Regions from separate parts of the Mus musculus genome. Here region 1 is linked to region 2. The links are chromatin contacts, called in public promoter capture Hi-C maps. All regions are on one chromosome and are shown on one strand. The core of a region is the stretch at or near the end of the contact, and the rest is flanking DNA. Distances in the headings are between cores, read along the strand shown.

The links. Promoter capture Hi-C pulls out the DNA fragments that hold promoters and counts their contacts.
Region 1: a contact with region 2 is called in a promoter capture Hi-C map of hippocampal neurons, with 1.8 times the contacts expected there. The contact joins the promoter of Zdhhc23 here to the enhancer-like site in region 2. A contact is called at or near these places in 3 of 39 promoter capture datasets (the C10 cell line, hippocampal neurons and pre-B cells), 5 of 484 Hi-C or Micro-C datasets (CD4 T cells, cerebral cortex, cranial neural crest and 2 more), 2 of 115 datasets of contacts at active chromatin or transcription factors (bone marrow-derived macrophages and embryonic stem cells) and 2 of 9 other capture datasets (adipose tissue and pancreatic islet).

Annotation. Positions count from the first base shown.
Region 1 is chr16:43,977,842-43,981,287 of GRCm38.p6, forward strand. Zdhhc23 (zinc finger, DHHC domain containing 23) reads right to left here and starts at 1,968. Exons shown (of 5, transcript NM_001007460.2): 1 at 1,618-1,968; 2 at 1,067-1,335. The coding sequence starts at 1,209. It overlaps Gramd1c (GRAM domain containing 1C), which reads right to left. Exons shown (of 17, transcript NM_001359085.1): 17 at 2,509-3,446. Gm46552 (a long non-coding RNA gene) reads left to right here and starts at 2,032. Exons shown (of 2, transcript XR_001781930.1): 1 at 2,032-2,397.
Region 2 is chr16:43,943,473-43,947,364 of GRCm38.p6, forward strand. It overlaps Ccdc191 (coiled-coil domain containing 191), which reads left to right. Exons shown (of 16, transcript NM_027801.1): 9 at 32-492; 10 at 1,167-1,258; 11 at 3,197-3,279. Among named protein-coding and RNA genes, the nearest start is that of Zdhhc23, 34 kb to the right of the region's middle. Within about 2 kb of position 2,504, at least 11 of the 459 cell types and tissues checked have an H3K27ac peak or open chromatin away from gene starts, as enhancers often do. A contact at or near this core is called in hippocampal neurons, where this site is marked.

The DNA of each region.
Region 1 (3,446 bases), core at 718-3,217, 34 kb after region 2:
GGGCAGCCTGTCTCCAGGAAAAAAGATAGGGCAGAGGAGAGAACTCAGGACAGCTCAGGCCCCAAGGGCTAGGAGAGAGGAAGAGTTAGCAAAGTTAGTGGCAAAGCCATGGTCCTTCCTGAATGATGGCCATTATGGAACTGGCATACACTCTCCATTCCTTAGTGCAAAGTGCTCTATTTTCCTCAGGATGGATTTTAGACTAAGTCTCAAGAAGCTATATTTAAGGCTACCTATTTAAAAAGAAATACTATAGAAAGAGACAAGGAACAAAGAGGTAATGGGCTTTACCAGTCAAGAGTGACAGAAGACTGCAGTGGTCCCCATGCAAAGCTGTTCTTGGCCTGATTAACAATCTACAGTCACCATGACTGTGTAGCCAGAAGGGACAATTTCTGGGAAAAGCTTGTCTCCAACATCCCTCTTCCTATCACTTTATGCCTTCCATAAGCAGATGTTTAAAATATATATATTTAGAAAAATGGCTAAAAGCAGTTTATTGCTGCTTGATACAAACTGGTTTTAACAGAGGTTAAAAACTCTCTTTTTAGATAGCAATCTCCATCGCTGAGATTGTGGTAAAAGTAAAGGCCAAAGATAAGACAATATTCCAACCAGGACTGTGTTGCTACACACAGAAAAACAGTCACTCCCCACAAGGTGTACATGGCCTCTCTCTCTGGAAATACAGGGTGAACTGAGAACAGAGAAGCTATCTTTTACCCTTCAAGTTCATGTGACCACGTGAGAACAACCCCATGCATGGGTCCTACTAAGATCACTGAAAATACAGAACTTTCTGGAGTGTCCATTTAAACTTGCAGTGTGTGTGCTGGATTGCGTTCTTATATACATCTAATCTACCCTACTATCCTCCATGATCCTTTAAAATGAAAACTGTTAAAATCCTCACACCTGACAGCAAAAAACCAATCCTCTATTTTAGATCCTTTGGAATAGCAAGAACAAACCTCAGCATTCTGGACGGCAAACCTGAAGGAATATATATACATATGTAGGTCTCAACAGAACCAGTGGGGTCAGCATCTGGAAACTGTAAGCTTACCTGTCACAGCCTTCATCGAGGTCTTGACAATCACACAAACAGGCAGCCACGTGGTTCTTTTCCCCATTTCGATCTATGTATTCGCAACAGCACAGGGGCTCCAATTCAGGTTCTTCGGTTTTCTTTTTTTTGACTGGCTTCATATTGCCCTTTAGTGTACGGATTTGTACCTGTCACCATGAGGCATAAGAAGCTCACAGAAGGTAAAGGTGGCAAGAACTCAACTCACATCCTGTAAACACATCCTTGCTTCTCATTAACGCCAACGCCTGAGCAATAAAAAAATGAAAAGGGGGGAAGGGTCCTGCTTTCATCAGGCTTTTCGGGCTCCGCGTGGCCTGACAGGAGGGTTCCTTGACTTCTGGGGCTCTGAGCACCTTCCCCTCCCCTTCCCAGCTAGGCTAGCAACATCTGGGCACCAGCCGTTCCCATGGCGACAGCCGACCACGCGGCCCGGGACAGCAGAGCTAGGGCGGCCCAGTTCACCTGAGGGTGCCGGCTCAAAGGGCCGGGCTGTCCCCACCCCAAGGCTGCGCGCCGTGGAAACTCACCCTCGCAGGTGCAGGCAGCGACGCCCTGGCGCTGCAACCACCCACCGGCCCGGGGATGCCAGGAGCCCCAGCAGCCCCGAGGTCGCCCGTCCAGCCCACTCCGAACCCGCCGCTCCGAGGGCGTGGGCGGGCCTGGAGAATGACCTTGGCGGGGAAGTTACCTGCCCTCCCGACAGAGGCGGGGACCGGGAGGAGGACCGACTCCCCTGGGCGCGGCTGAGCCTGCGACCCCGCACGGCAGGCTCGGGAGTGCCGGGCGGAGTCGCCCACCTGTGAGCACCGCCGGTGCGCGCGCCTGCCGAGCGAGCCAGTCGCCCCCGGTCGCCGCTCCGCAGGTCGGCGCGCGCTTCCGGGTGCCCCGCCCCCGGCGCCGGGATCCCGCCGCCCGCACGTGCGCCGCCTGCCCACGAGGCCCCTCCCCCGCCGCGCTCCGGCCGGGCCACCTCGCACCTGCGCCGGGGCCCTCGCGGTGCCGCCGGGGTGCGGGATCGGACCCCGGCGCTCGCGCGCCGCCAGAGTTCCGCCGGTCGCCTGCGGTCCTCCAGCGCCGGCAACAGGCGTTGGGGTTCGATCCGCACCTTGGCCGCCTTCAGAGGTGCCACCCCACGAGTCGCCCGCCTTCCCTTGAGGCCCGCTGTGGACCCCAAGCCCGGCTTATCCAACTTGTTCTCGCTCGCGAGTCCTGGAGGATGGAGCTGCTTTCCAGCCAGGCCTCGGTGGTACTTTTGATTCAGTAGTCTGCACATTTGCAATGAAATTGCCCAAGAGAGTCCCCTCTGGGTTTGTATTGCAGCACAAATCTGTAAGAACTATGGGCCTACGTACAGGTTTTCCCTACCCCAGGCTTTCTAGGTTTTGGTTTGGTTTTAAGCAGAAACAGAAGAAAAAACGACAACTTAAACATTTCCGGTTTTATTGAAGTCAATCCATACATAACAGATTAAGATCTCATTAATTCTACGTACATATTTAGTGTTTTATCTACAAAGTGACGTTGGTAATCTTTGAGGTATATGGTGAAGTGCTTTAAGAGAAACCACAAAAGCATTCACTTTGACAGTTAACATTTTTCTAAATTTAACAATCTGAAGTTTCTAATCCAGTCACTCAAACTCACAGCCAGAGACTTCCTATGTTCTTATCACAAACAAAACAGAACAGAACAGAACAGAACAAAACAAAGCAGAACAGAACAGAACAGAACAGAAGGTATTACTCCGAAGCCCCCTGCCCCAGGGAGATTAGTTAGGATTCATGAAGAGAAACCCTTCCCTTTAGCCAGTATTTTTATTCCCTACAGGCGTCTCAAAAACATTGTTAGCAATGACATTTGGCTTTGGTGACACTGAGGGAAAGGAAACATTGACTAAAGGCAATGGATATTCAATAAAAATAAATATATGTGCGTGTTCTAGAAAGACAGCTAGAGAACAAAACAATAAATACGTCCTGAACATTTCCTAAATCCCGGGGGACGCAGCTAATTTCAAGTCAAGTCGCCAAGTCCTTATTTTCACAAACCACTGGTGCTGACACAAGTGCCTGAGTGGTTTTCCCGAGAGCCCAAGCTTGCGCCTCTCAACTCCGGTCAGCTTGCATGCCCCCCAGTCTTTATTGCTGAGTGCAAGTTTGTGTCCAGCTTATAATTTGCCAGCAAGACAAGTTAGCTGCTACTGAAAAGTGATTAATTATTTTCTACCTGATGGGCCACCTCTATCATGGGTGTTGCTAAGCTGAATCTAAGCATTACTCATGGACTCAATTTGATCTGTCATGGAATGCCCAGATTTTATAATAATCTTACGACTTCTAAAACTGAAAGTAGTTCA
Region 2 (3,892 bases), core at 1,254-3,753:
GTTTGAGTTAGAATGTCATCTTTTCCCCTAGGTCACTATCCTGTCCCCTTTGTGGGAAAGGCCACCTGTGGAGAGCAGTGGTTGTACACTCAGCCATTCCCCAGAAAGAACCACCAAGGGTAATTGTCAGGGTCCTCTCCCAGATGTCTCTGGGAGCACACCTGGCACGGAGCAGTGCAAGGCTGTAGCAGCTGAGACCTCTGAGCAGCCTGGTAGCTGTGAACGACCTGGGACCACAAGGCAGGAGGCAGAAGCTGCTTGTGTGAGGCATTTCCACCGTAGCCATGTGTACCAGCAACAGCTGATTGAGAAGCAAAAGAAGAAACTTGAGCAGCAGCAGAAAACCATTCAGAAGCTAAAGGAAAACCAGCGCTTGGCCGAGGCCCGGTGGGCAGCTAAGCGAGCCCCGGCAGTCACAGAAGGACAGAACTGCCTTCAGTCAGACCCCAGAGGAGCAAGGGACCCGCAGGGCACCTGCCAGAGGCTTCTGAAGTATGTCAGCAGGGTCACAGCACTCGGAATGTGTTTGCAGGGTTTTCCTCTAAGCTCAGTAGCTTTGCTTGGCTTCCTGTATGCTCACAAAGCCAGGAACCTCATGTATGCTGACTGTCCCATGCCAGGTGTACAGAGATAAGCAAATGGCCGCCTAGACGGATACCATTTTACAGTGAGCCCTGGGTGGTTGTGAGACAAACACTGGAATTATGTAGGAAAAGAGAAAAATACGTGTTCTAAGCTTTTGGGTTTCTGATGGTTTAATGCTGAGAAACGAGGGCAGACAGCATGGTCCCCAGGAGCAGCCCCAGGGCTGGCTCATTGACTCACTTGAATTTTCAGTTGTTCACAGTAAAACTCTCTATCTTCAGACTTAGAATGGGAGTCTAAGTCTCTCAAAAGTCCTGAAGATGGTTCCACATGTGCTTGACACGTCCCCCATGTGTGCCATGAAAGAGTGTTTAGGAGAGAAGTTGATGAGGGTGGGGACGTCCTTATACAGACTTTAGTCTGGGTACAATAACTTGTTAACTGGGAATTACATTGAACTCGGTATAGTGCTTTGAGTTTTTCAGCTATAAAGGCTTTGAAGGAAGCTAGCTATTGATCACAATTGTCTTTCTTGTCTTTTTCTCCTTATTTTCTTTCACTTCATCTGTTCCATCCCCTAGGTGTGAAGATAGTAGAACTGATTGCAGAAAACCCCTTTCTGCATCCAGAAGGACCCTGAAGCAGCCAACAGCACCCCATCCCTTACTGAAAGGCAAGACTGCCCCAGTGGTCTCCATGATGGTTGCCTTTTCCACTGGAGTAGTGTGTGTCTGGGCTGGGTGCTTACAGCTCTTGACACTAGGTAGAGCCTGGGGAAGAGCCGAGATTTGTAGCCATGGGAGGAATGGAGTGCACCAGGGAGCCTCCACTACTCTTTTTCCTTGCCCTTCTGCCAACTCTTATGGCCTTCCCATAACTACCATGTGCATGAGTATATGCCCTTGTACATGCACCACACACACACACACACACACACACACACACACACACACATACACACACATACACACACACACACACATACACACTGGGGGGGGGGGGAAGTACACAAATGAAAACTCTGAGTGGCAGCTAAGGCTAAATAAATATTGGTAAAGTTCATCTGCCATTATCAATGCCGTCATCAATGCCAAAATACCAATGAGCTGATAGCAATTCCAGTCCCGTGATTCTGTCACTTTATGACACATTATATTTTAATAGTAGCATTTTGGTAATGAGATGTATAAACCAGGTAGTTTAATTTGATAGTATTTTAGTTGCATATGGAACTCTTTATATTTAAAAACTAATGCTTTAAGATAGAGGTATTCCTTAACAACATGTGTAAGAGACATTACTCCTTGTAATTCTGCTAATTGAGTTTATCACATAGCTGCTCCTGTGTGTGTGTACATGGGGTGGTGAGTTCTTTGACAATAGATTTCTGTAAATATGAGGTTTTTTAAACCTATCGTAAAATTGCTGCCCTGGCAAGAACTAATGACATCTGAAGGACACTGTGTGTCTAGTCAGTTCCTGTCAATGAAGAGATTGCCTGGCTATATACCAGCCATCTGGCAGGGCAGCAGCTAAGGCCGATCAGGAAATGTCCAGTTCATTGTGATAAGTTTTTGAAATTATTGTTTGATCAATGACTTAGCTATTTCAGAATCCCAGTCTATTTCTTAAGTAGACTTTAATGATTCAATCTAGGAGAGATGGGGAGAGCTGTTTTCCGAGCCTCTGCTTCTCGGGCTCTTCACTTTAATCTCTAGTCTATTTCTCCTCCTTAAGGACAGTCTCCCTGCCATCTGTGCTAGCACCGCTAATCCTCTGAGGCAAAGCAGACAGTTCATAGCTGTAAGAAATAGCTTGCTGAGGTTTTTGTTTATTAATTCTTAAAACTTGGACTTAACTTCTTTCCTCTGTAACATGACCCAAGGAACTGAAAGTACCAGTGGGCTGGCTGGCTTTGTGAGCAGAACTCGATGCTTCTGAGGCCTGTGCCCCTTCCTGGGCCAGCCCTGCCTGAGTACAGTCATATTATCAGACCATCTTGCACATTTGTTTCTTTTGGATCGATATTTAATAAACTGTCAAGAACAGGAGTCTGACACTCAAAATCATTCTGCTGCCAGTTCTCCAAATGCCTGGTTCACTTCCATTCCCAGCCCATCTGGGTGCCTGGGTCTTACACTACACTGAAATATATTCCCCATGACCCTTACAGACACATGAACAACGACTTCAGAAAAATGAATAGCTGCACATAAGTGACTTTTAAGGAAATTTAAGGAATTTTTCTACTTTCTAAGTGCTTGTTAGCTGTAGTTACATTTGTGTTTGTGTGTTCATCAGCAATGTATTAAAATTCTGGCTTCTGAGTTTCATATACTAAAAGTCCACCATCCAAGAACATTGTCTTATTTAAACCAATAGAAATATATTCTAAAGAAATATGAACAGAAATGTAATGAGCATATATATTTTTCATCATTGCTAATGTTAGATCTTTAACCTGTTGAATTGAATAAGCTCCATATGTCAGAAGGTTCAACTTACAAGAAAACCGTAATGGTAACTCTAAATGTGGCTATAATATGGAGACATTTATTTTACAGAGTGCTTCATATTTTTTTTATATTGGGACTATGTTACTATTTTTTAGCCATGGAAGAGAGAGCAATTCAACGAGCTGAACGTAGGCAGATCTTGGCAGAAAAGAAGAAAAAACAAGAAGAAGACAAATTGGTAATAAATTCAGAATGCAAACTGAGGCAAGAAAAGCGATTTGTTCAGATTTCAAAACCTGGAACTTTATGTGTCCATGCCTTCTGAGACAGTAGATTAGAGCAACTTGAGAACAGCTGTGGCCTACCCCTCTGATTTCAGTTTTAGGAAAATAAGAAAGGTTCATTCATCATTGGCAGAGCAGAAAGGAAATGTTACAAAAGTGAATGGCAGCTAGCAGATTGGAAAATTCCCAGGTAACCAAAATTAGCATGCTGTATGTTGATACATTGTATATTGATTGTATATTGACCCAATGACTTTCCAAAGGACAGTAGTTCTTATCCCCCAACATTTGACTTAGACTGTCAAAAGGAAATTTTGCATCTATAAGAGAAAAATAACAGTTCTGTTTGGGGTCAGCTATCTGGGTTTCTTCACAAAAAGTAAGAACTGAAAATAGTCACTTTTATCATGAAAGTAGACTGCTATATTCATGGGCAGGAGAAGGTCCTTTCAGAGAGACCCCTAAGTTATAGGACATGCTAATTGAGTCTTTCCTTCCTGTCACAAAAGGCATACATAGTCCAGGAGGACAGGCATTTGGTAGATACTTTGCTGCCTCAGGACCAAA